Linked DNA regions of Mus musculus: all the other regions are linked to region 4. A link is a contact called in public HiChIP or PLAC-seq and promoter capture Hi-C data. All regions are on one chromosome and are shown on one strand. Each heading gives the region's core, a stretch centred on a gene start, on an enhancer-like site or on the middle of the called end of the contact. The rest is flanking DNA. Distances are from core to core; before and after follow the strand shown. Region 1 overlaps Tent4b (terminal nucleotidyltransferase 4B). Region 2 holds the start of Heatr3 (HEAT repeat containing 3). Region 3 overlaps Heatr3 (HEAT repeat containing 3). Region 4 holds the start of Brd7 (bromodomain containing 7).

What was found. Promoter capture Hi-C pulls out the DNA fragments that hold promoters and counts their contacts. HiChIP or PLAC-seq counts read pairs in DNA pulled down with a chosen protein or histone mark. Capture Hi-C pulls out chosen DNA fragments and counts their contacts.
Region 1: a contact with region 4 is called in an H3K4me3 HiChIP or PLAC-seq map of bone marrow-derived macrophages, with 2.7 times the contacts expected there. The contact joins the enhancer-like site here to the promoter of Brd7 in region 4. A contact is called at or near these places in 5 of 39 promoter capture datasets (the C10 cell line, the HPC-7 cell line, the SN4741 cell line and 2 more), 4 of 115 datasets of contacts at active chromatin or transcription factors (the SCID.adh cell line, bone marrow-derived macrophages, embryonic stem cells and 1 more) and 1 of 9 other capture datasets (liver).
Region 2: a contact with region 4 is called in a promoter capture Hi-C map of adipose tissue. The contact joins the promoter of Heatr3 here to the promoter of Brd7 in region 4. A contact is called at or near these places in 16 of 39 promoter capture datasets (the 3T3-L1 cell line, 3T3-L1-derived adipocytes, the C10 cell line and 11 more), 27 of 484 Hi-C or Micro-C datasets (the AML12 cell line, B cells, CD4 T cells and 19 more), 5 of 115 datasets of contacts at active chromatin or transcription factors (the 230-238 cell line, bone marrow-derived macrophages, effector CD8 T cells and 2 more) and 3 of 9 other capture datasets (adipose tissue, liver and macrophages).
Region 3: a contact with region 4 is called in a promoter capture Hi-C map of embryonic stem cells. The contact joins the enhancer-like site here to the promoter of Brd7 in region 4. A contact is called at or near these places in 15 of 39 promoter capture datasets (the 3T3-L1 cell line, 3T3-L1-derived adipocytes, the C10 cell line and 8 more), 6 of 484 Hi-C or Micro-C datasets (CD4 T cells, the P5424 cell line, cortical neurons and 2 more), 2 of 115 datasets of contacts at active chromatin or transcription factors (both in bone marrow-derived macrophages) and 3 of 9 other capture datasets (adipose tissue, liver and pancreatic islet).

Annotation. Positions count from the first base shown.
Region 1 is chr8:88,224,388-88,230,928 of GRCm38.p6, reverse strand. All of the region lies in intron 1 of Tent4b (terminal nucleotidyltransferase 4B), which reads right to left. Among named protein-coding and RNA genes, the nearest start is that of Tent4b, 28 kb to the right of the region's middle. Within about 2 kb of position 2,403, at least 46 of the 459 cell types and tissues checked have an H3K27ac peak or open chromatin away from gene starts, as enhancers often do. A contact at or near this core is called in bone marrow-derived macrophages, hematopoietic stem and progenitor cells and liver, where this site is marked.
Region 2 is chr8:88,135,182-88,142,259 of GRCm38.p6, reverse strand. Heatr3 (HEAT repeat containing 3) reads right to left here and starts at 4,375. Exons shown (of 15, transcript NM_172757.3): 1 at 4,103-4,375; 2 at 3,813-3,985; 3 at 2,281-2,368; 4 at 479-588. The coding sequence starts at 4,240. It overlaps Mir7071 (microRNA 7071), which reads right to left and starts at 4,054; the gene lies at 3,986-4,054. Cnep1r1 (CTD nuclear envelope phosphatase 1 regulatory subunit 1) reads right to left here. Exons shown (of 6, transcript NM_029074.3): 6 at 7,063-7,078.
Region 3 is chr8:88,169,141-88,175,946 of GRCm38.p6, reverse strand. It overlaps Heatr3 (HEAT repeat containing 3), which reads right to left. Exons shown (of 15, transcript NM_172757.3): 15 at 3,995-5,088. The coding sequence ends at 4,966. Among named protein-coding and RNA genes, the nearest start is that of Tent4b, 27 kb to the left of the region's middle. Within about 2 kb of position 3,551, at least 5 of the 459 cell types and tissues checked have an H3K27ac peak or open chromatin away from gene starts, as enhancers often do. A contact at or near this core is called in embryonic stem cells, where this site is marked.
Region 4 is chr8:88,358,113-88,365,031 of GRCm38.p6, reverse strand. It overlaps Brd7 (bromodomain containing 7), which reads left to right and starts at 2,860. Exons shown (of 17, transcript NM_012047.3): 1 at 2,860-3,126; 2 at 3,322-3,530. The coding sequence starts at 3,078.

The DNA of each region.
Region 1 (6,541 bases), core at 1,154-3,653, 130 kb after region 4:
CTAATGAAGAGAATCACATTAGGGTTGGAGAAATGGCTCACTCACTGGTTAAGAAAAAACTTGCTGCTCTTCCAGGGGGCCCAGTTCAAGTCTCCGAACCAACATATTGGCTTCCAACTGTAGTTCACTCCAGGAGATTAGATGCTCTATTCTGGTTTCTGCAAGCACCAGACATGCAAGAGGTGCACAGATATGTATGCAGAAAAATAATATACACATTTTTTTTAAACTAATAAAAGTGATCCAGCAGTTAAGAGCACTTGCTGCTCTTGCAGAGGACCCAGGTTGTGTTCCCAGGACCCACATGTACTTCACACCCATCCTTAACTCCAGCTCCAGTAGTCAACCACTACTGAGCTCCACAGGACACAGGCAAAACACACACGTAAAATAAAATCAATCTTAAAAAGAAAATAAATCCCTCATAATTAAAACTTTAAAAATGAACAAGAGATTATATTACTAAAATTGATTGTTTTACATGGTTCCAATTTTAAAAGCATTTTAGAATAAACTACTCTATCAGCCAAAGTGGTGTGCATGTTTGTAATTCTAGCACTCAGGAAGCTGAGACAGAAAGATCATGAGTTCTAGGCCTGTCTAAACTATGCAGCAAGACCCTATCTCAAAACACTGAATAGACATGTAGCTTAGTGATAGTGCTCTTTCTTAGCATGTGAGGCCTGGGCCCAAGTCCCCAGAACTATCAGCTCGTGTGCTATTACCCAGCTAATGAGGATACACATCGATGAGAATAAGGACTTGTCTTATTCTGTATTATTTGGCCCTGGCTGTACTAGAATTCTCTGTGCAGATCAGGCTGGCCTTGAACTCACAGATTCTGCCTCTGCCTCTCTGCCTCCCTGCCTCTGCCTCTTGAGTGTTGGGATTAAAGGTGTGTACCACCACCCAGTGAAGCTGAGGTTTTTACCGGTATTATTTTAGCTCCATAACACTTAAGTATAATAATAAGCTACACATTAAAACTTGATTTTGGCCAGTGGATGTCAGACTATCTTTATAATCGTAATAGTGAACACACTGACACCTTCCCAAGCTTTCTTGGGTCTCTATAATTCAGCCTGCTTTTATTTTTACCCATCGTCAGCAACAATTAATATGTCCTTTTTACTACTTTAGTTTTGCATCTCGTATAGTTATATATAATTTTATAAAAAGCATATAAAGCAAATTATGCAGAAAATACTTGTAGGGTTACTCATTTAGTCTTTCAGTGTCAATATTTTGATATCTACCTACATTGCTGGATCAGTGAACCCTTTCCCTTTTGTTATTATTTATTTGCAGTGCTGGGGTCACACCCGAAGCCTTGCACACAGACAAGTGCTCTGCCACTCAGCTCTCTCCATCCTAGGCCATTTCCCTGGTTCATATGTTGAAATTCTCTTTTTTTTTCCATGTAGTATTTTCAGTGATCCTCTGGGACTCACATTATGCAACCCATCACACTCACTTCCCAGTCTTTCCATGACCACCTTGCCCTTGTTATTCCCCCCCATCAAAATAAACAGATAGACAGATGGATAGATAGATTAAAATAATAAGTAAAAATCAAAGGGAAAAAGCCCAGTTTGTATTGTCTATATATTCACTAGAGCATGGTCAAACTCTCACTGGTGGGTGTGGCACCATACCTAGCCCATAATGTGTTAATTCACATAACACTCTTGTTTTGGTTATTTAAAAAAAAAAATATACACACACACACACACACACACACACACACACACACATATATATATATAATCTGCTTAGCTATGACTTGATACAAACTTAGAAAAATGTTGTATACTATCATACTAAATGAATCCCATCCTGAAGTCATACAAGATTACTACACTTCCTGACATGCATACAAGACAAGGAACACTTCCGCCTGGGGGGGGGGGGGGGGAGAGCCACTCCTTCCAGCAGCTAGGCAGAGCTTCACTTCCAGTTTCAGCCACTTGCCTTCACAGCCTACAAAGTGGAGACTCTTTGCTCAGAACAGCATAAAAAGACTCCATCTTCTAGCCAGGTGGTGGTGGCACACACCTTTAATGTCAGCACTCAGGAGGCACAGGCAGGAGATCTCTCTGAGTTTGAGGCCAGCCTGGTCTACAGAGTGAGTTCCAGGACAGCCAGGATGACACAGAGAAACCCTGTCTCAAAACAAACAACCAAACAACCAAAACCAAACTGAATATCTAAACCAAACTGTATCCAAGCAGAAAACAGCTAAAGAACCTCTCTGCCCCAGGGGCATGAGGTCCTCACCCGGAAGCTTATCTCAGCATCACTCATTTTCAATAGTTAAAAATCAAATGGGTAGTCTAGCACTTTAAACAGGGAGGGACAACCCAGTTAAGAATTTAGCTGTGAAGAACTCTATGGTCATGCAAACAAAACTGATGTAGTGAATCTTCAACTTGACAGAATCTTGGCAGTAAAATCAGTGTTAAGAGCAAACATCCTAATCCCATCTAAGACTGGGAGCACAAGCTTTGAATCTAGTTGCAGTCAATGAAAAGCTGTGGTTACAGTGGAACTGAGGCAAAGGTGGGGTCACTAGCCATGAGGAAGCACCCTAACCAACCACAGAAGGAGCACAGAAGCAAGGATCCTGTAAATAATTCCTCTGGGAAAAGCAAAACAAGCTCCCTTTGTCAGACGAGGTGTAAATAATTCCCTCTTCCCGGCTAACTCTCAGGGGTGGGGGGAATTAACCCTTCAGGAGCACAAGAGAAAGTGGACGGTGCCACAGGAAGTCTCACATGGTTTCTGTTTGGGCTAAGGGCTAGCCTTCCTTGGGAGCACAGGGCTGCCCTGTGTCCCAGCACATACATACTGCTGCACCTGCTTGTCCGGCTCAGGCCACGCAAGAGATTTACCTGGTCTGTATTAACAGCCAAGAGCAAAGCACAACTTGGTGACCCATGCATGCATGCATGCCAAGTAAGAGCAGGTGACACTGCTGCAAGGGCCAAATTTTCATAACCGAAGGGTGTCACTCTGGCCAGGACCTAAATACACTTCCACATCACACAACACCACCAATGTTCACTTCGAGTGGTATCATGAGATGCCATGAAAATTAACATCTTATACGATTTCAATAGCATCTCTAACTCGTAAATTTGTTTCCTTTTAAATCATCCTTGAACACAAGAAGTTTCTATTTCTGTGCACTCTTAGTTAACATAATAAAAATAACTCAAACTAGTGAGCAAAGACTGTTCAATAGATCATGCAACAAATGGTGCTGAGGGAACTGGATATCCGCATACAAAAGAATAAGGCCAGACACTTACCTTCAACAATATTCAATAATTCACTCAGAGTGCCAAAAAGCCACACTTAAAACCTCAAACTCTGGAAAGCACACTGTAGGAAACACTACATTTGGCACTGACTTCTTAAGACATGACACTAAACACACATATAAAAGGAAGAACCAATTGAATTTAATCAAAAATTGTAAACCTTTGTGCAAAAGAGTAAAGTATTAAGAGAGTAAAGGACTGGGCTGGAGAGATGGCTCATGTTTAGGAGAGCCTGCTGGTCTTCCAGAGTACTCAGGGTTCAATTCCTAGCACCCACATGCTGGCTCACAACATCTGTAACTCCAGTTTCAGGATACCGAATGCTCTCGTCTGACCACCAAGGGCACCAGGCATGGTGCACAGACATGCATGCAGGAAAACACTCATACACATAAAAATTTTTAAAGCCAATTTTTAAAAAACTGAAAGTAAAAAGAAAATCCCCAGAATGGGAGAGTATATTTGCAAGTTATATATTTGATAAAGAAATACTATCCTGACAGATTATGTAAGAAGCATGATTCAACAATGCAAAAGGGAAAAAAGAAAGGTCTAAACAGACATTTCTCCAAAGAAGAAAGACAGATTGCAATAGACACATAAAAATGCACTGTTAGCCATTATATTAGATAGGGCTTTATTTCTGTGCAGAGACACCATGACCAAGGCAACTCTTATAAAAGACAGCATTTATCTGAGGCTGGCTTACATGTTCAGAGGTTCAGTCCATGGCAGCACAGAGATGAGATAACTGAGAGTTCTACATCTAAATCCTTAGCTAGCAAGGAGACTGAATTCCATACCGGCTAGAGATTGAGCATAGGAGATCTCAAAGCCTGCCCCCACAGTGACAAACTCCCTCCCATAAGCCCACACCTACTCCAGTAAGGCCACATCTCTCAATAGTGCCAAGCATTCAAACACAGAAGTCTATGGGAGACATACCTATTCAAACCACCACAGTTTAACTAATGAAAACCACAATCAGACATCAATTTACATCTAAGAGGATAACTACATTAAAACAAACAGAGTTGCTATTGGGTGGCTCAGAGGGTAAAGGTACTTGCTGCCTGTGTCCAATCCCTAAGATCCACATAGTGAAAATAGAGAAGTAACTTCCACAAGTTGTCCTCTGACCTCCCTCCATACATGCAGCATACATCCCCCTCCCACATTCCCCATTTTAAAAAACATTAAAACAAAACAAACAAAACAGAAAACAAACCCACTATGATATGAAGGCTGCAGCAGGAAGGCTTGTCTTTTCTATAAGCATCCTTCTAAGGGCCACCTGCCTAACTGACAGCTATCAGAGCTCTCCCTGGCACCCAGGCTGCCATCCATCAGCTGCAGGACTATCCTCACATAGGTCTGGCTGTGAATACTGCACTGAGGTATCAGATGAAGTTCCTCAGCTGCCACTGCTGCTTGCTACCCGAGAGTAGTAACTGCAGCTCCAGAAAGCAGGGGGCTGGCCTGTGTGAAACGCATTGCCCTAGACATTTTACCATGAAAGACTCAGTGAGGTCCAGATGACAGTTTACCTTGCAGGCATTTTCACCCAAACAAGGGGAAACAGAAAGCCTACAATTAGTGTAAGGAGAGTTCTTCATTTGCATAAGGGACTGTGCCATTTTTTTGGTTCAGACAGTTGTTCTTTTTCATGAAATTCTGAGATAGAGATGTCCATTTCTGGTCCATTTCTGGTCACACTGAAGGCTGCTCAGCTCTCTGTTAACCACGCTGGAGAGGGGCTCCTGGGCTGGTACTGCAACACTGGGACCAATAAAAGGATTCTTGTGCCTTTTTCTTTGCTTCTAACTATATAATTAGCAGAGCTGGCTAGGCTGCTGCCATAAAAAAGAGAGGGTGGAAGCAGCCATTGTAGAGACAGTGACAATAAATACACAAGGGCAGCTAGGGTGTCAGGGCAGAAACAAAAGAGGCAGCAGAAACAATGAGGGCTGTGAGGAGCTGAAGACAATGTAGGCCTGGGCTCTAGACGCAGCAGAAGCTTCTCTCTCCAGGGAGCGCTCCTACAGGCCTAAGACACGCAACACTAGCTTCTCTCAAAGGATGGAGATCCTGGCACCTAGGTCAGAGGACTGTGACATGTGTCACTCTCAAGGGCTGCCGCTTCAGGGCAGGGGTCCCAGGAGCTGAGGCTGTCTAAGACCTGTAAGAAGCTCCTGCTGCTGCTGCCTGCTGCCGTTCACAATGCTGACCAACCAAGCTGCTAACACTCCCAGTTCAGTGGAAAGCATATGGCGAACCACCAACCTGTGGCTTAGTCATGTTTCTAGATGCTTATCTTTAAAAACAATTTTTTATTCTGTGTGTGTGAGTGTATGTGTGCATGAATGCACATGTGTACATGCACACACTTATGCAATCCCATGTCCAACCTGTGCCACATCACCTAAGTGGAGGTGAGAGGACAACTCTATGGTTGTCCTCCTTCCAACCTCACACAGGCCCCAGGGATCAAATTCACAGGCTTACACGACTAGCCCTGGCTCTGGCTTCTGAAGTCTAACACAAATCTTTAAGTCTTTAAGTCTCTTCTAGCAATCCATCCAGTAGGCTTGGGAACTCAAGGTCCTAGGCAACAAAGGCCCTACCTAAAAATAATAAAAAATATAAAATGTCATTTCAAACTTAAACACAGAGTTGCCATCTGGCCTAACAATTTCCCTCCCAGATATAAATATAAAGGAGCTGAAAGCAGAGATTCGTAAATCCCAGCACTTGGGGGACAGAGGCAGGTGGATGTCTGTGAATTTGAGGCCAGCCTGGTCAAAGTGAGTTCCAGAACAACCAGGGCCACAAAAGACAAAATAAGCAAACAACCCAAATATTTAACTGCTTAAAAAGGAATGGATAATAGCAGGGCTTTGGTAGGATATTTGCATTCAAGGGTTCAATCTATAGCACTAAACAGCCTAACAGCCCTTGACTGCTTTCCCAGAGAACCCAGGTTCAATTCCCTCATAACCATCTGTAACTCCAGTCCCTCTGCAGGCAATGCAAACACATGGCGCACAGGCAGAACACTCACACACATAAAATAAATAAAAAAGTTAAAAAACAAAAACAAAGGCTTGCATAATGATGTAAACGTGCTGAATGCCACTGGATGACATATTTAACAAGCTAAAGCTCAGTAGGTAAAGCCCATGCTATCCATGCAAGCATGAGAACCAGTTCAGACTCCC
Region 2 (7,078 bases), core at 3,126-5,625, 220 kb after region 4:
GACAGCAAGGGCTACACAGAGAAACCCTGTCTCGAAAAACCAAAAAAAAAAAAAAAACAAAAAAACAAGAAACGATAACACTGCTATAATTATGGGCATAAAACCAAGCTTAAGAAGTGCTTCTAAGCTCTGTTTCATTCCTAGGCATGGTCCACTCTAACCTAACCAGTGCCAGCGACAGGGAAGAGAAGCAGCCTTGTTCCTCTTCATTCGAAGAGAGTTCCTCTTGGGAATTTACTTCCCGTTCAAACAGTCACTATTAGAACAGTGGACAACAACATCAGCCAATGTTCGTGGTCCCTTTTCATTCCAGATACCAAAGCAGGTGTACACTATGCTGATTAGGATGAATCTCAAGTCATCAGATTGCCCCATCAACTAAAGTAGCAAGCATCTGTGGGCGGGGCCTACAGTTTAACAGAGAGCACCACAGGCTGGGCAGTGACACAACAGGAGACTGACCTCAGAAAGCACTTACCACACATTCCACAGCACATTCACAGCCTCATTGGCTATGCTCTCTACAGGATTTCTCTTATCAGCTTTCTCCTGTGGAGACATCTCATTTGAATCCAGTCCAGAGAGACACTGCAACCAAACATCATAATTAGCACCTAGGTTCAAAAGAATAATTAAGCAAAAAAGATAGTAATAGTAAAGAATTATAACCTTAAAAACCCCAGAAATGATAGGGGTTAGTTAACAATTACATCAATGGTTACAGGTACAGTTCTCTACATGGTCCATCCCTTGGGCATGGAGATGACTCAGTGGTTAAGAGCACTCTGTCTGTCCAGAGGAAGGTTTTGCACTGCTCTTGCAGGAAACCTAGGCTAAGTTTTCAGTATCCACATCAATTGGTACACAACCACTTGTAACTACAGCTCCACGCTATCTGATAGCCTCTGAAGGTACCTGCATACACACAGCATTCACTCCACACAGACATACATAAATAAAAACAATAAAAACTTAAAAAAATAATACATCCCTTTGGCAAGAAACACAGATAAGAAAGGTTGTCAAGGAATGATGTTATTTGTCCCACACTTTACATGAAAGTATAAGACCAATACAACGTATTTCCCCTAATATAGTAAAAGTCAGAATGACAGAGGGTGCTGATTTAAAGCGAATAAATAAATATATATATATATATATAAAAGAATAATTAATTTATATTAAAAGAAACAGAATGACAAAGGAATACAATAGTTAATATCTGTACAACATCCCCTAAGTACTATTCTGAGCATTTTACATATATTTACTAGTTAATCCTCACAACAAACTTGAAGCAGCTCAACTATTAACCTTAACCTCCCAATATTCGTATGAAAATAAGATAAAAGAGGCTCCTGAAGACACAGCTGAGTGTATGGTAAAGCTGGGCTCTAGCTGCAGACATTCTAGCCTCCAACTGGAGCCCCGACCTCTGTGCAGGGCTGCTTCCTAGCACAGAACAGGGCACTCTCTAAAAGGTCTTCTGAGTCTTAGACGTCTAATGGGAGAATGCCCTCTGCAAGGAAGGAAGTTCTACAGCATCCCTGATCTCTACCCAACTGGGTGTCCCCATGGCACAGCCACCTGCAGCGCAGCAGCACTGCTTGTAAGGGAGCACTGACCAAGGTCTCATAGCATCAGTGTAAAACGGACAAAAGGCATGGCAGACTGAGAGGAATACAAGAGTCCAGTGTCCTTAGCCAATGAGCTACAGCATGTAACATGAATGTACATGTAACACGTAACAATGAGTCTAACATAGTCTTTGTAAGTTCATAACGTCTGTCCTTGGGCCCATCAGCACAGTATGAACTAGTATAAGAACACCTGCCTTGGATTTGGATACAGATGGGTGGTGCTAAAGCACCTGCCTGGTGGGAGGCACAAAGATCTGAGTTCCATTTCCAGCACCACAAAAAAGAAAGGGAAAAAAGACTTGTCCCATAGGACCACTGTGAAGATTAAATGACAGGCACACAGGAGTGAGCAGTCAGGGAACGGGCTTGAGTTCTAAGGGGGTAAGTGTGCATATCTTTAGAAAGGGCTCTTCTAATCATAAAGGTGGCAGAGACACAAATAATAGAGATTGGTATTACTGGGGCCTTTGTACCGAGTTTCCAGGGGAAAAAATAAAATTGTCACAGGGTATTTAAAGGGACACATAAGACGACACCAAAGTATTGAAAAATAAAAAACAAACAGACAAAAAACCTCCTAAACCTGTCTCCTAAAAACCACACAGAAGTCATCACTCAGGCTATGTTAAATGCCACATACCTCTCTCAGTAGTGCCACCAGGGGCGTCATGATGTCCTTTGCCACCATGTCATCACAAACGTCAAAACCTCCACAAGCACTGAGGTTTCTACATAAGAAATGTAAACACATTTTACTTTCAAGTCACATCTCACAAAATGCTGCTAAGCCCTGTATGTCTAACCACAGTTAAGGTTTTCCACAGGAAAAAACAAAACAAAACTGTATTTGTTATATGCTAGAGAGCAAGCCTACAGATTTTCAACTGTCCTGGTCCTCAGCACATCAAATAATTCATTGTCTTACACTGTTGTGTTGCTTTCAAGAGGCAACATGACCAGGGCAACCCTTATAAAGGAAGCATTTACTGGAGGCTTGTTTGTAGTCTCAGAGCCTTAGTCCATTGTCATCGTGGAGCATGGTGACATGCATGGCACTGGAGCAGTAGTTGAGAGCTGTATCTTGATCATAGACAAAGATGTTGGGCCTGGTGTGGGCTTTCTGAAACCTCAAATCCCACCCTCAGTGACATACTTCCTCTAACAAACCCACGCGTACTCCAGCAAGGCCACACCTCCTATTCTTTCTCAAATAGGAGAACTCAATACTAAGTGGTCAAATACATAAGCCTATGAGGGACATTCTTATTCAAACCATCATACCCCTAATAGTAGTCTCTGCAATTACTACTAGTTGTATTTATACATATAGTAATTATTTGGTTAATAATAATCAATATATTCTTAACACTAATCTTACTCAATAGACTTAAGATTTGTTTATTTATCTGGTTGGTTGGTTGATTTTTTCAAGACAGGGCTTCTATGTGTAACAGCCCTGGCTGTCCTGGAACTCACTAAGTAGTTCAAGGTGGCCTTGAACTGGCCTCGTCCAGTGGCTGGCACACAGGTGCTCCATCCAATATTTATTAGACTGAAACAATACACACAGGCAAATCTGTAAGAGCACAAATACTAACTTTCTGTCCTCTCTACAGTTCATTAGAGTGGCTTTTGCTTTTTGGCCTTTTTGAGATAGGATTTCTCTGGGTGACCCTGGATGTCCTGGAACTCACTCTGTAGACCAGGCTGGCCTCAAACTCAGAGATCTGCCTGCCTCTGCCTCCCTAGTGCGGGAATTAAAGGTCTGTGCCACCATGCTAGAAGGTCTAAATTTTACTGAAATTCAGCCCAGTCTTTTTGACAGTTTCCAGACACCCTCTCAGTGGAGCGCCTGCAAAGAGATCTTACATGCTGAAATGTCAGCTGTACTTGGAGCCCAGACTGAAAGACTATCCTATCAGGGACTCTATGGTGGGTTTTGAGATGGGGTAAATGTGCATGAGGTTTGATGGTTGGTGAAGCGCCAGGTGGATACAACAAAAAGTGTGTGAGCCCCGGGGTCCTTCGGTGCATGAATTCACATCTCCATCCACTGCAAACCTGAGCTAACTGGCATGTTATTATTCCCCCAGAAGTAGAGAATGCATCGGGCGAGGGTGTCCCAGGTTTGTTTGCTCGCAGGGACACTGCCTCGGGCCCTCTCGGGCTCACCTCAGAGCTCCGGCCGCCGTCTCCCTTACCGCCAGACTCGAGTCCAGCAGCAGCGGCCCGAGCCGGCGCACAGCATCCCGACGGGCTAAGTCTGGTAGTGCGGGCCGCTGCTGCACTAGCCGGGCCAGTCCCGCGCAGGCGCACTCGCGGACCTCGGCGCTCGGGTGCTGGAGCTGCGGGAACCGAGACGTCAGAGTCGCGTAGTGAGCACGCGCGCTGCAGCACCTCGCTCCCGGGCCCCCGGGCCCCCGGCCGCCCGCCGCCCGAGCCTGGCCATGCCCTCGTCCCACCTTCTCCAGAAGCTCCGCCGCGGGCCCATCGTCCTCCTCGTCCCCAGTCCCGTTCGACGCGGCCGCCGCCTCGGCCTGACAGCTCTCGATAGGGGAGAACTGAGGTCGCTTGAAGCGCTTCGTCCGACTCTTACCCATGGCGACGGAGGCTGCAGTGACAGACCAGAAGAGGACGACTGCAGCAGCCGTCGTTGGGGCCCACCGGGCCCGTGGCGACTTCCAGGCTCGACGTTACTTGGCGTCTCCCCTCAGCGGGTCCAATGTGACGGCCTGAGCACACATGGAAAAGCAGCACGCCTGCGCAGAGGGCGGGAGCAGGGACTGCGCGTGCGTGTAATGTGATGTGGGCGGGGCCATCCCTGACAATGGGTGGAGCCCTGGATGTCCCTGGGAATGTTAACACACCCATCTCATTTCCATCGTACAAACGTAAGGCTTCTACAGAAATTCAACTGTACGAAAGGCAAGTTCAGCCAGCAAGATGGTGGTGGATCTTGACTTTAATCTCAGTACTTTCTTTACCATTCTTAGGAGCCATTCCTCAGCCACCCATAGGTAATAGTTTTAGAAGAAGCCTAGTGACTTTCAGCCAGTCATTTCATTGTGCTAGGGACTGAGACAACATAAAAAAGTTTCTCATAAAATATTTGTCTAATAATTTTTTTTAAAATGTGTGGTATATGTGTAGGCACACGTGCTGCCTCATTCGGGTGGAGATCAGAGGACTCCTCTGAGGAATTGGTTCTTTCCATCAACAACAGTTCCAGGAATCAAACTCTGATTTTTCAGGTTTGCATGGCAAATGCCTTTATTTGCCGAATCATTTCATCCTTTTTTTTTAAAGGTTACTATTTTTTTTCAAACATCTGTTTGAAATATAGCCTTCCTAAAAGAGACTCTTAAGTATATTTTCTAAAAACTTTTGGTGGAGTCCTGTAGTTGTTTATTTATTATATGTAAGTACACTGTAGCTGTGTTCAGATACTCCAGAAGTAGGCATCAGATTTCGTGACGGATGGTTGTGAGCCACCATGTGGTTGCTGGGATTTGAACTCAGGACCTTTGGAAGAGCAGTCGGCACTCTTAACTGCTGAGCCATCTCACCAGCCTGTAGCTGTAAAAGCCACTTCAGAGTTTGACATCATGGCATTCTGCTTCATGCTACCAGCACGTCCTCTATAAACCAGGGAGCCTCCTCTGTCTTCCTGGAGCTCTCCTGAACTAGTCTTAGGCCTGGGCAAAGGATAGCTTAAGTTTAGCGTTCCTTGAACTGATCATTTGGCTATCACCTGGGGCATATTCTCAGATCTACTTAAAATTCCTTCTGTTATAGGTAGGGATGTATTCTGGAAATGGGAGATATTTAAAAATGCCCCACTTATGGGGCCTGGTTTAGTGTCCTCATTCTCCTGCTGTCCCAGCAGACACATCACCATGGGCCCTTCATGTATTTTGTGTGGCAGTTATCTCTGAATTGTCCCTGTCATCAAATGTGTGCAGGAATGAGCCTCAGCAAACGAGTGATTGCCTAGCAAGTGCCAGGCCCTGAGTTCCAGTGCCAGAGTTTCCAAAGTGTGCAAACAGAAAAGCTATCCCTATATGCTGTCCCTGCTAGCCTGGGAGCTCCGTGCAGGAAAGGTGCATTAGACTCTGTATTAGCAGCGTGCAATAAGGCTCTAGAGCATCTGCTCCTTCAACCTGCTACTGCCCTGTCTCACACTGCTCTCCACTGTGATTATGTAGTCATCTGAAAAACTAAGCCAGATTCACCAAGATCATATGAAAAAGGAGATGCTTCTCTATTCACAGACTTTAAAGTTTGTGAAACATCAAAGGAGTGAGAACCATTTTGATTGCTTCAAAAAAGAAACTTACTTCTGAAAGGGAAGTTGCGTTGCGTGTCTTCAGAACAGTCTGGCATTAGCCCGTTGCTCTCACTGTCACTTACCTCCCACTTTGCTGATTATGTAAATGCTGCCAGCTCTGAAAAGTTGCTCTCAAATGGTCTGCTGCCCAGTCCACTCCACACGATTCATTCATCCTCAAGCAAGTCTATCTGCTCGCTCAAGTCAAAGTGCTTACTTGCTATGCCTTAGGGACTGCTCGAGGAGCTAGAAATAATAGCTATAGCCTGGTCCTGGCATCGTGGGTTTTACAGAGCATTGTAGCTCTAGGCTGCCGCTAACAAAGTTACTGTAGATGTGCATGTTTAATACTTATACTGACTGGATGGAGAGGCAGGAAGATCTCTGTGAGTTCAAGGCCAGCCTGGTCTACATAGTGAGCTCTAGGACAGCAGCCAGGGCTACATAATGAGACCCAGTCATGAAAAAACAAAGCAAGCAAACAAACAAACCAAAAGGATAATTATTCTGAGGCTGGAGAGATGGCTCAGCACTGGCTACTCTTGCAGAGCACACAAGCCAACTTTACATGTATATCCAATTATATCTCTTCTAGGGGAGAAGAACCAGGTTCTAATCAAACACTCAAAGGAATTCCAACCCTAAGGGCCTTAAATTTTTCTTTGGCTTTATACTCTTGGAGGAAATTCCCAATTCAAGTCTGTAAGAGCCATGTAACAAATGTAAAAAATGATGTGTTTCTTGAGTAAAAGCCAATCACTATTAGATCATGAATAAGGCATGAGGAAGGCTAATAGTCTACAACTGCCATACCTGCAACTGTTTGGTCTACAAGGCAGAATTACAATAAAATAGGAGCTGGAGATAGCCTAGCGGGTAAGAAGCAGTAAAAGCACTGGCTGTTCTTGTAGAGGTTTGGGGTTCAATTCCTAGTTCCCACATGGTGGCTCACAACCATCTGTAACTCCAATTCCAGGGGAGCTGATGTTCCTTTCCTACTTGCACAGGCCATAGGCACACAACTGGTACACAGATATACATAAAGGAAGAACTCTCATACACATAAAGCTAAAGCTCAAGGAAAATATCTAATTTGGAGTTAGCTTGTATC
Region 3 (6,806 bases), core at 2,302-4,801, 190 kb after region 4:
AAGGTGTTTACTATGGCTGGGTGTGGTGGATCATGCCTTTAATCCCAGCACTGGATTAGGAAGAGGCAGGAGGATAGCTGTGAATTCAAGGTCAGTCTGGTCTACAGAGTTCCAGGATAGGGCTACACAGGGAAACTGTCTCAAAAAACTCGAAAATAAATACATTCTAAAAACCTCAAATTTACTACTATTATTGAAGCAGGGTCTCCTCTAGCCAGGGTTGCTTCAAACCATGTAGCCAAGAATGCCTTTGGATTCCTGGTCCTCCTTCCTTCACTTCCAAACAGCAGGTGACAGGGGTGTACCACCATGCCTGGAAGCATCAGCATTCAGTAAGTAGTCCAGGCTGGCCTCAAATTTAGAGATCGACTTGCCTCTGTCTCAGTGCTGGTATTAAATTTGTGCACCACTGGCGACCGGCAAGGGAAACGCAATCAGAAAACAGAGAGAGAGCTAGCCAGGAGTGGTCTGTGGCCTTTGAAACTTTGAAGCCTGCCCACAGTGACACACTTCCTCTAGCAAGGCCACACCTCGAAAGCCTTCCTTCCCCCAAACAGCCACCAGCTAGAACCAAGTATTCAAAGGCCGGAGACTTAAGAGGGACATCTTTCAAACCATCACACTGTGAATCTCTAATGACCTGAGTTCAGATGAGATGCCTTGATCCCACGTTTCAAAGAGAACCAGACTCCTGAAACTTGTCCACTGACCTACCCACATAATACAATAAATTAAACATTTATTAAAACGTCATAAACCTGATTCTGTCTGCAGGGAATGGGAGGCAGAGATGCTGGGACCAGTTTGGAGCAGTAGGGCTGGTGTGTTGGGACGTTTGTTGATGCCAGTGCATAACTGCACTGCTGAGCCTGGTCACCTCTGGACTAAAACACAATTATTACAGTAATTTCCTTTTTGGATTGTTTATTGCTGTTTTAGACACCGTTCTATTGCTTTGAAGATACACCACAGCCAAGGCAACACACTAAAATTCTTCTCTGAAACCTCACGGACCAGGCCCCTACAGTTCAAATCACCCTCAGCACCACTGTCTTCCTTGCTGCTGGATGGCCCATAAGCCCTGCTTAAAATGTCCATTTGCTTTTCTAGTCGAAAGTCCCAAAGGTTCCTTATTCCTCCAAACAAAAGCATAGTCAGGCCTATCAACAGCAATACCCCAGTTCCTGGCACAAACTTCTTAGGGCTTCCATTGCTATGAAGAGACATCATGATCATGGCAACATTTCTAAAGGACAACATTTAACTGGGACTGGCTTGCAGTTCAGAGGTTCAGTCCATTACCATCATGGCACATCTGCTATGTCTGATAAGACTTCCAGGGACTGATTACAACGATTACCAGACTGCCATGTCTGCCCAGCCTTTTATGTAGTCCCAATGGCCCCTATGGAATCACAGAGAGTGACATTATATGAAGGAGATGTGTCACAGAGGGTGAGCTTTGAGGTTTCAGAAGCTCAACTCAGGCCTAGTGGCTTACTTACTCTCTTCCTGCTGCCTCTGGATCTGGATGTGGAACTCTCAGACCTGTCCAGCACCTTGTGTGCCTGGATGTTGCCATGGTTCCCACCATGCCAACAATGGACTAAACCTCTGAACTGTAAGCCAGCCCAATTCTAAAGATTTTTCTTCCTTTTCTTCCTTCCTTCCTTTCTTTCTTTTTTAAACTTGCTATCCTTTCTCTCTCTCTTTTTTTTTTTAAGACTTATTTATTTTATGAATGTGAGTACACTGTTGCTGTCTTCAGACACACCAGAAGAGGGCATCAGATCTCATTACAGATGGTTGTGGGCTCCCATGTGGTTGCTGGGATTTGAACTCAGGACCTCTGGAAGAGCAGTCAGTGCTTTTACCTGCTGAGCCATCTCTCCAGCCCAATATTTTTCTTTATAATAGATGCTGTGGCTGCAGTCTATTTACAGCAATAGCAATCCTAACTAAGACACTAAGTGTCATGAAAAAGTACGAAGACTTTAAAATCCTAAAGGACCCGAGTTCAGACCACACCCCCACATTAGGTAGCTCTTGACTGCCTGTAACACTAGTGCCACAGGATCTAGTCATGTACACACATGCAAGCACAAATGAAAAAAAATCAATCAACCAACCAACCAAAAAAACCCTAAAACCAGTTCAATACTTATGAGGTGGAAGATGGATCAACAGCTGAAAACCAGCCCCAGCTACAAAATACATTTGATACTAGCTTGGGCTAAATGAAATCCTATCTCAAAAAACAACCAAACCAAACAACAACAACAACAACAATAAAAAACTTAGAAAATGAATAATCTCATATAGCTTTGTACTCTAACACTTTAAATAGTTTGTAGTTGTGGGGTACAATTCTTGATCTTTTTTCTTTTTGTTGACTTAGGGTTTCTCTATGTAGCCTTGGCTGTCCCTGGAACTTGTTATCTAGACCAGGTTAGCCTTTAACTCAGAGATCTGCCTGCACCTGCCTCCTGAGTGTGGAATCAAAGGTATATGCCTCCACTCCTGGCTTCCAGAAGATTTTCAAATAAATTACTTTATGGGTTTTCTTTTTTTGATGTGTCTAGCTATGTAGCCCAAACAGGCTTTCAACCCGCCATCTTCTGGCATTAGTTTCCTGAGTGCTAGGATTACAGGCATGTGCCTTCGTCCCTTCTAAAGATTTCTCTATGACACTTACCCACGGACAACCCTGGCACAAACTCCATAGCTTTTGTGTAAGTTACAACTGGGGAGTGTATCCAGGGCTTTTTCACTTCCCTGCTGCTACAGCGACGAAGCTGAACGGGAGCAGCTGAGGTGGAACCACCCATGCCTTAAAGCCTAGAAGGCTGTAGCATGCACATTTTCAGTGCACCACCCGACTGTGCGCTGGACTGCAGCGTGACCAAACCACCTTACAGCTTAAATAAAACAAACTCTCTCACTCACCCACCCACCCACCCACCAAACACCATGGTGTGCCCTGAACTTGACTGTCTGTCTGCTTTGTTCTAAGTCTAGGAAGCATGGCATGGGAAAGAACAGAATCAGAAACACTACTCTCTTTCTTTTTTGGGGGGTGGGGTGGGTGGGTGGGGTTTCAAGACAGGGTTTCTCTGTGTAGCCCTGGCTGTCCTGGAACTCACTTTGTAAACCAGGCTGGTCTTGAACTCAGAAATCCGCCTGCCTCTGCCTCCCAAGTGCTGGGATTAAAGGCGGTTGCCACCACGCCCGGCTACTACTCTCTTTCAAACAGGTAAGACAAACACTTGAGGCAGACTATCTGTGAAACTAATCTTGAATTTACTCTTTAGCTTAGACTGGCCTTGAACTCACGTATAAAGTTCCACTCTAGAAAAAAAAAACCCTTTTAAAAAAACACTTGGGTCAAACACTTGGCCGCAGTGGTCACGCACAGCCATCCAGCTCCTCACCCAGGAGAATAAAGAAAGCCTGCTGTGCAAGGCAGAGCATCTCCATTTCCCACCCCACCAGAAAACCTCACTATCTCTGCTTTCACCATCTCAGTGACTCCTCAGAGCTGATAAATAATCCTGGCTTCCTAACAGCCTGCTCTGCACAGGGAAAACTGCTCACTAGGCCACAGTGCACATGAATGAATCCTAGTAAGTGGTCCATGCAGCTACAGATCTAGGGGAAATTACAGCCTACTTTGTGCTTTGAGCTTGCTTCTGATCACTCTGGCCAGGCAGAGGGATGGATTCGGGAGCAGCCCAGGGCGTCCCCAGACAATGTGGACTACAGTCCCAGCATGAGCCCTATCTGGTACCCTCCTTTTTTACAGTAAGGAGAGGTCATCAAGAAAGTCATGCTGCTTTCCTTTGTAAGCTCTGACACGAAGCAAACTGCCTAGGAAGGCGGATACTTAGGCTATAAAAAATAATCTGTATGACACAAAACATCCAGTTAAAAGTTATTTATTCAAAAATATTTTCTACTAATTTTTTCTTTTCTTTTCTTTTCTTTTCTTTCTTTCTTTTTTTTTTTGAGACAGGGTCTCTCTGGCTATCCTGGTGCTCCATCTGTAGTCCAGGTTGGCCTTGAACTCAAGAGATCCTCCTGCCTCTGCCTCTGAAGATCTGGGATTAAAGGTGTGCACCACCATGTCCAGCATTTTCTACTAATTTCTGATTCTGTATCAAATTAAGACAGGAAATGCTGTTACCCAGAGTAACTGCTCAGACCCCTATACAGAATTCAATCATCTCACTATCTACACAGTGACAAATTCAAGTCATTTACTTCACAAAAGATTCATCATTGGTATATAGTACTTCATGACAAAAATATTTTATAAAGCTTATCTTTACATTTCTGTTAGGAGTTAGCTAATATAAAATGATATTTATTGGCTTTAAAAAAACATCCCAACAATGATTTAATTTCTTTTCTTAAAAAAAAAAAATGTAAGGACGTACTTGTTTGAAGTCTCTTTACTGCCCTTCCATTAAGAACCACCTGAGGGCTGGGGTGGAGTTAGTGGTAGAGCTCACGACACAGGAGCAAGGCCCTGAATGCCGACCCTAGCACCTGAAATGTGGGGCATTTTCAGTGGCTAAAATATGTTGGAGATGTAACACACATTTCCTACAGGTTCTCACATTCAAACTAACACGGAGAACAGAGGCAGTGAAAGAAGGCTTTTGGAGGTCAGGTGTGGTGTTGAATACCTTAAAGCCCAGCAATCAGAAAACTGAGGCAGGTAGACCTCTGTGAGCTCCAGGCCAGGAGGGGCTACCTAGAGAGAACCTGTCTCAAAAAAGAAAAAAAGGCTTTGGAAGCACATATATTCAAGGGAAACCCTTCAGTATTCTCAGCACTAAATCCATCAGGAGAAGCAGCTTCTCTTACTCCTTTTTCCTCAGGAACTAGGGATAGACCCAGGGCTGTTGTGCCAGCTAGGCACGCAGATGCTCAGCCAGCCCTAGCTCTGGTCCTCTTGATGGTTTAAGAAGTCAGTCTTTTCTCAACAGTTTCCTGGTAAGCAATAAACCGTCTCAAATTCATCTTCACATTGTCGAGAACACACAGCTGGTCTGGACTGTACTTGCCCCTCCCTTCTTTCCGTATCTGGTGAGAGAAATTCAGAGAGAAGGAGAACATTATCACCTAACTTGTTATCCACTAGTCATTCACTTACTATTAAACAAGACATTTCAAAGAATATAGTCAAAGTTTTACTCCAGATTAAATAGAATATCGAACATGAAGAAGAGGAAAATGAGAATGTGGCCATTTTTTTCTTTTCCATTGTCAGTGAGGCAGGATCCCTCAATCAAACCCAGAGCTTGCTGATTTGGCTAGTCTCACTAGCCAGCTTGTTCTTGTTCTCTACCTTCTTTTTTTTTTTTTTTTTTTTTTTTTTTCCGAGACAGGGTTTCTCTGTGTAGCCCTGGCTGTCCTGGAACTCACTCTGTAGACCAGGCTGTCCTGGAACTCAGAAATCCGCCTGCCTCTGCCTCCCAAGTGCTGGGATTAAAGGCGTGTGCCACCACTGCCCAGCTGTCCCTACCTTCTGAAGCTGAGATTCCTAGCATTTTGGTGGTAAATTTACAATCTTAACTCCTGCTTTTCACACTTGCATGGTAAATCTAACCACTGAACTACCTCTCCAACTTGTATACACACATTAGAATTATGGTTACAAGCTAATTGCACACGTTTGACCCCAATATTCTGGAAGCAGTGATTGAGGCAGATGAATCTTTGTGAGTTTGATGCCAGCCTGATCTACATGGTGAGTTCCAGGACAGCCAGGGTTGCATACAGAGACCCTATTTCAAAAAAAAAGAAAGAAAGAAAGAAAGAAGGAAAAAGACCAAAGGAGGGAAAAGTTACAGAAATAAGAACCATGGATAAAAAGATCAAAGTTTATGGAAATCAAATCATAACTCACCCCTAGTCTTTTTTTAAAAAGATATTTTTATTTATCTTTAATTAAACTGATTTAATTTTATTTGCATGAACACTTTCCTTATATGTACATATGCATACCACATGAATGCCTGGTGTCCAAGGAGGTCTGAATAGGACAATGGATCCCCTGGGACTGAAGTTAAGATGGTTGTGAGCCATCACGTGGATACTGAGAGTTGAAGCAGGACCTTTGCAAAAGGTCTAACATCTCCAGGCCCTTTCTTTTATGTGTATGGATGTTTTGCTCACACGCATGTCTGGGCACTACATACCCACACTAACCAAAAAGGTCAGAAGAGGGTGCCAGATCCCCTGGAACTGGAGTTGTAAGTAGCCATGTGAGAGCTGAGAATTGAGCCCAAGTCCTTTGAAAGAGGAGACGGTGCTCTTAACCGTTGAGCCATCTCTCCAGCCCAAGCACCAATTCTTAAGATTTCCTACAGAATGGGCTGGTGGGGCCCCTACTGGTACCTCTACTAAGTTTCTGATCTAGGGCTAGTGAAATGGCTCAGAGGTTAAGAGCACTGGCTGCTCTTCCAGAGGTCCTGAGTTCAAATCCCAGCAATCACATGGTGGCTCATCCACCCATAGAGGGAACTGATGCCCTCTTCAGGTGGGCGGATGTACATGCAGCAGAGCACTCATACAGTAAATAAATAAACAAATAAGGTGTGCACAACTAAGAATATTAAAAAACAAAACAAAACAAAAACCAACTAGGTTTCTGACTTAGAGGCCAGGAGCTGGGGGCTAAGAATCCACATTCTGCCATACTATAATAAATGAGATTAACTCAGAATTAAAAAAAATAGAAAACGAGAAGAGTCCACATTCTGAACAAGACACCAGGTGATGCTGGGGGAGGGGAGGGT
Region 4 (6,919 bases), core at 1,611-4,110:
TAATTCACATTGAGTCTGTCTTTCTTCCTTCCTTCCTTCCTTTCTTTCTTCCTTCCTTCCTTTCTCTCTCTCTCTCTCTCTCTCTCTCTCTCTCTCTCTCTCTCTCTCTTTTTCTTCTTGTTCCTTCTCCTCCTCTGCCTCCTCTTCTTCCTCTTCCTCCTCCCCCACATTTCCCTCCTCTTCCACTTCCTCCTCCTCCTCTTGGTTTATCGAGACAGGGCAACAGCCCTGACTGGCCTGGAACTCTTTGTAAGCCAAGCTGGTCTCAAACTCGCAAAGATCCTCTGCCTCTGCCTCTGCCTCTGCCTCTGCCTCTGCCTCTGCCTCTGCCTCTGCCTCTGCCTCTGCCTCTGCCTCTGCCTCTGCCTCTGCCTCTGCCTCTGCCTCTGCCTCTGCCTCTGCCTCTGCCTCTGCCTCTGCCTCTGCCTCTGCCTCTGCCTCTGCCTCTGCCTCTGCCTCTGCCTTCCCCTGCCCCTGCCTCCCAAGTACTGGATTAAACATGAGAGCCTTATGCCCAGCTCAAATTCAGTTTCCTATCACTTGCAAATGGCAGGGTCCTAAAATATCATCCTATCATCTCAACACTGGAATTCAAGGCTAAGCTACAGGTCTAGGGGTAGCTCGGCACTACCTAAAATGTGGCGGTAAAGGGACTCTGGCCAGCTCGAGTGTGGCAAGCATGGCTCTAACAGGCCCTGTCCTTCTCCCCATTCCCTCTACCTTGCTCAAAACCATTAGATTAAATATATAAAGCTAGCCACCAAGGTCTATTCCCTTGTTTGGCTAATTCCTCCTCCTGAGATTGCCTACCAAGGTCCAGCTATCAAAGTATTGAAGTCCAGCCATCAAAAGCCCCCTTTGGCTCACCTAATTAACATGCACAATCAAAATTAAACACCTCATCTTAACACACAGTTTTCTCCTTTTACCTAAGAGCACTGTCTGTCTCCTTTGTATCCAGAGGCAGTCCTTTGTCAAGGGCAAATACCCCTTACTCCTCTCCCTTGTTCCTGTCCCCTTCTCCGTGTCCTCTATCTCCTGTCTTTGTCTCTCAGTCCCTGACCTTTGTACCTCTAAAGCAAGTAAATCTTTGTGCTGAGAATTTGGCCTTGGAGTGTCTTGAGCTGACTTCGAGGTTCCCTACAGGGGTTTACACACCTAGCATACCACACACAAAGATAAACAACAAACCTTCCAGGAAAAAGCCATCCAAGAGTCCAACTTGTTGTTGGTTTTTGTTGTTGTTGTTGTTTTAATTTATGTGTGTGCGTGTGGCTGCATGGATCTATGTGCACTAAATGAACACAGGTGCCTAAAGAGCCAGGAGACACCCTGAAATTGGAATTACAGGTGCTGTGAGCTGGTGGATGGGGGTAAGTACTGGGAACCGAACCCAGGTCTTCTGGAAGAGCAGCAAGTGTTCTTAACTCCTGCATCTTCTCTCCACTCTCAAGTCCACTTCTGAGTACAGTAGAAAGGATCGGTTAGATTCTTTCTTGAGGAAAAAATGAGATTTTTATAAAATGTATAGGCCACTAGAAGGCTAAAAGTGCAGTAAAGACACTTTGCACTGTGTGTACTAACTAATGAAAAGGATTGTGACTCCAGTTCAAGCCTGGATTTGAATACTGATTCTACATCTGACCCCTATCTTATTTCTTTGGGCATCCATTTCCTCCTCTATAAAATGGGAATATGAATATTACCTGCTCTTGCTATTTTGTAAAGTTGTCTCACACACACACACACAGAGAGAGAGAGAGAGAGCGTGCACTTTATTTCCCTAGACATCTCTGCACATGCAACAGTGAGCTCTATTTTTAGATAGCATGTTACTATGTAGCCCTGGCTAGTCTGGGATTCAGTCCTCCTGCCTCAACCTGAGGGCCGGGATAGGCCAGCACAGCCATGCATGCATGCACCATCACACCCAGCACAAGCAGATCTTAACGTGGCCCATCTGGGTAAGTGCCAGTAGACAAAATTGTCAGTGAGCCACTGCCCAGAAGGGCTGGGCATCCAGAGATAAGAGAACAGGAACGGCACTGATGGGGGTGAGAAGCAGACAAAACAGCAGGCAGCCTGTGCCTCCCTGGGGAGCCAATAGCTGCAACCCCACCACCTTTTCGGAGGCAAGTTCTAGCTAATTTCTAGACCCTTAGCTTCCTTTTCTTTCCAGTTACTTTAGCATATAAATTGTTTTTTAAACCACAAAGAAAAGCATAAAAGTAAAAGAATCCACCCCTATACCGTCCTGGTCACCTGAAATAAAGTAAGCAGTACTGTTTCCAGCCTTTGAATCCAGACCACACCTTCACTTCCGGTCTCACTTTTGAACAACACTGCTGCACACTTGGTGCGTTTCATTTAGTTAACATCTTGGAGGCTTTATTCTATCATGAACAAGCCTTTGTTTTTGTTTTGTTTTGGTTTTTTTCTGTATGCATTTATTTATTTGTGCAAGAATATATATAAATGTAAACATTAGAGGACAACTTTCAGGAGTCGATTCTCTCCTTCATGTGGAACCTGGAGAGCGAACGGAGATCGTTAGGCTTGGCAGGACCCATATTCTTGGGTCTGCCCGATCCTGTACAGATGGAGTTCAATAATATTGCTAAAGACAAGAAACAAAAGCCAAGGAAAGTTAAAAGGATTCAGGAAAGCAGGGAAGAGCGTCGGGGATGGAAAAAGAAAGTCAAGACAGGCCCCGCCTCTGAGCCCGCCCCCCAGCCGCAGCCCCGCCCTCCACCACAGGCTGCAGCGCCGCCTCCGGCCGCCAGGGGCCGCCACGCGCCGCAGACCGCATCCCGTCCGCTCGGCGGCCTCTCTTTCCCGCTGGTTTGCCGGCCTCTCGCCCTCTCGCCACTGGTGTCGCGCTTCGGTCGCGTCCCGCGCGTGGTTTTTTTTTTTTCTCGTGAGGGACCTCGCGCCGCCGGGCGCGTGCCGTCCCCCTGCCTCGCGGCGCGGGCTCTCGCGGGCCCCGCTCCCGCCCTCCGCTCGCCTGGCCCGGACCGGAAGCGGCGCCGCACGGCCTGGGCCTGGCGCGGGGGGCGGGCTCTGGGGCCCGGTCGGACATGGGCAAGAAGCACAAGAAGCACAAGTCGGACCGCCACTTCTACGAGGGTGAGGAGCGGCTGGCCTGCCTGCGGAGCCGCGCCGTCCCCTGCCCGCAAGGCCCCGACCCGCGGAGATCGCCCCCGGCGGGGCGGCGTTCGACTCGGGCCTGCCGGTCCCGGCGGGGGTTCGTGGGGCGCTGGGAGGTGGGGCGCCCGCCCTCGGCCGGCCCCGGCTCAGCCCCGCGTCCTGCTCTTGTTTCAGAGTACGTGGAGAAGCCCCTGAAGCTGGTCCTCAAAGTCGGGGGGAGCGAGGTCACCGAGCTCTCCACGGGCAGCTCCGGGCACGACTCCAGCCTCTTCGAAGACAGAAGCGACCATGACAAACACAAGGACAGAAAACGGAAAAAGAGGAAGAAAGGCGAGAAGCAGGCTCCGGGGGAAGAGAAGGGGAGAAAACGGAGAAGAGTCAAGGTAAAGGGGGCTTTGTTGCTTATGGCCCCGGGCTCCAGTTCCCAGCCTCCTTAGCCTGTTCCAGTGCGACACCCAGACGTCTGGGAAGTCTGGCTTTGTGGAGGAGTGAGACAGACCAGAAGCCTGGGTCACCTGGGCGCTCAGCAAGTCTTGTCCCAAGTGTCCTCTCGAGCACCCGTGCTGTCCCCACACATCCTGTAAGCAGCCGAGTCCTGGTCTTCCGTGACTCCTTCAAAGGCTGTTTTTTTTATAATTGTCTTGGAAGGGTGAGAAGTCACTCACCGGAAAGCCTGGGAGGTTTGTCAAACGTAGCTGTTCTTCAGAAGTGAAGGCGATCTACAGGTGTCCCAAGTGTTCTCCTGAAATAAGTTATTTTAATGACAAATGGAGCTGGCGCGGCGTGATGGCACGTGCCTGTGATCTCAGCGCGCAGGAGACTGCGGCCAACCTGTGCTGCTTAATACAAAATAAGCAACCGTTTTCATTAACTAGAAAAGAGTAAGTAGCTAATGTCTTGATTTGCCAGGTAGGTTGAATAGTGCGGGTTAACTTTCTTCTCAAAGGTGAGTCCACCCATATCTGGAATTGCCCTAGAATTCTGCCCTTCCAAAATGTTAGCTGCCTGCCCTCAAGTGCTTACTAAAATGCGTTAGTACTTTTTGAAAGTCATCCTTTCTGAGGCTTAGTTTTAGAGTTTTTCTTTGCTTTATACAGTCATTGATGAGTGGCCAAGCCTTAGAGATTGTCTCTTTAAAATGTCTTAAATTATTGGGGGGGGGGGGAGGAATGTTTTAAATTTATTCTTTTTTGCCCAGAATTTTATGACCTTTAGCTTGACTATGGCAATAGTCACAGTCTTGGGTCAGGCTGGCTTATATTTTCATTTCCTAAATTACAAAAGCACACAGGCATGAGTCTTTGTTTTAACTGAGAGTTTTGAAAGTGAACATGTAAATTGTTTTACCTATGAGTTCGACAAGGCTTGTCTTGATTATATTCGTGGGTATTTGGGCATCAGGTATGCAGCTGGCCTAGAACTCAGTGTATGTCCGTCATTCTGGTTTTCCTTTTGCTGGGATTATGCATGTGGGCCACCATCGCTGGCTGAGAAGCCTAAGAAAAACTTTGAACAGGTAGATTTTGGTATGCTTTTCATATTTAAAAATCCTTGCCCTTGGGTAGACTTCTCATACAGATACAGAGTTTGAGTCAGAACAGAAATTTAAATTGAAAGATATTTTCTCTCAGAATTTTAAAATTTAGGACATGGGGTTAAGTGCATGTAGGTACTTGTGGAGCCCAGAAGGGGGTGTCAAATTCCTTAGAGCTGGAGTTACAGGCAGCTGTAAGCTGTCCAATGTAGGCACCAATTCAGCAGACTTTATGTCTTTTCTGGCTGCTGGTCAGCGCCCTGATTTAGCCTGTGACCAGCATTTGCTTTCTTGGAACTTTGGGATTGCCTCTCTCCTGCATCGTCACTTTACAGTAGATGCTGTGCTTTCAACTCAGGTGTTTAGTGACTGGAGTACCTCTCTGATCACTTTCTTCCCTCTAATGTTTTTATTCTCTGTCTTAGTTTTTTGTGTTGTTTAGGAGAGAACTCAACTTTATCTTCTGAGCTCAAGAATGTACATCTTAAAAGTTTCCAGGTCACGTGGGTGTTGCTTTGGTGGTCACTGCTTGGCAGTCTGTTCTCAGGCTCTACTTTGTACCTTTAGGTCAGTAACTCTGGGGTTCCTGACCAGCCAGCCACCTGGTCCCCAGCCTGTGGTCTCAACCCCTTTTGGGGTAGAGTGACCCTTTCACAGAGGTCACCTAGCAGTAACAGCAAAGTTACAGTTACGAAGTAGCAACAAAATAATTTCAGTGGCTGGGGTCAGCACAGTATGAGGAACTGTGCTGGGGTCACTGGAAGGTTGAGAAGCACAGGTCTAGAAAGCATCAGTGTCTTATTACTCCACATTTTTATAGCAACTTGTTCATACATTTAAATTTTGCCCATTAGAGAGACTTATCTTTCAAATCTTTATTTTATTTTTTAATGTGGATGGGTGTTTTGCTGTGTGTACATCCGTATGCCACTGAATGCCTGGTGCCCATTAGAAGTGAAAAGAAGGCCTTAAATCCTATGGTTCTGGAGTTGTGAGCCACTCTGTGAATCAAACCCAGGTCCTCTAGGAGAGCAGCCAGTCCTCTTAATTGCTGCTGGACCTCTCTAGCCCTGCCCTTTAGTTTTGAAGCTCATCAGTCCTGAGTTTGGGAGCCTGTGCTAGGTTTCACATCCTCTCTGTGATGTCTTTTTCGTCTTTACATGGATTTGTAAACATTTATCTACTGCTGGTCTCCCTTTCATGAGTGTTTGTGTCTCACATTCTTCATCCCAGCATGTAGTTTAGCTTTACTGGTTTCATTGCAGCACCGAGTTTATAAATAAAATTTCAGATTTGGACTGGAGAGCTGTTAAGAGGCACTTGCTCTTCAAAGGGACCTGTGCTCTGTTCCCAGCCCTCATCGCATGCAGCTCACAACCGCCTCTAACTCCAGTTCCAGGATTTCTGATGCCCTCTTCTGGCCTTCAGTGCACTGCATCCATGTGGTGTCCATGCACATACCTAGGCACATACATACATACATACATACATACGTACATACATACATCTTTAAGTCAAATTTATGGGGAAAACTCCTACTCCTGAGTCTCAGAATTCTTTATCTGAAGGTCCCAGGTTTTGCTTTGTACATTTACTTTCCTGGGAGTTTCTGTGTGTGGCCGGTGTCTAGATTTATTGTCTGTCTGTCTGTCCTGCTTGTCTGTCCCTGTGTCCACGCTGTCTCACGGTCACACTATGAAGATGTTTAGTGCTGTTAAGGTTTACTGTCATTTATAGCTTTGGCTTCCTTGCTTGTTTCTGTGACTGTGGCACTGGAGATCAGGCCTTTGCCATCCTTTCTGCTGTTGGGCAAATGCTTTTCCATTCTCCTTGTCTCACTGTGACCTTCTTCAAAACTGTTGTGTTTTTAGTCATTCACTCCTCAGGAAAAAGGGAATAATTGGTTTTTCAGATTTTGTGGAGAACGGCTTTACAGTTCTGAGTGGTGTTACTTGGAATTTGATGGCTGTGGAGAGAACTAACAAGTATATCTCCTTGTTCAGGTTTTCTGCTATTTATTGGCTCACTAATATTTTATGATTTTCCCTAGAAGGGACTCTTTTAGGTTTGCTTGAAGAATATTGTGTTTGTGAATAGTATTATTTTTCTAATCAGTTATTTCTGTCATAAGGAAATACGCTTATTTTCCTTGATGAACATGTTCACTTTATCCAGTAGATGGCAGCAAAATACATTACGTTTTCTTAATTTAGAATTTATTCTTTTCAGTGATTATTT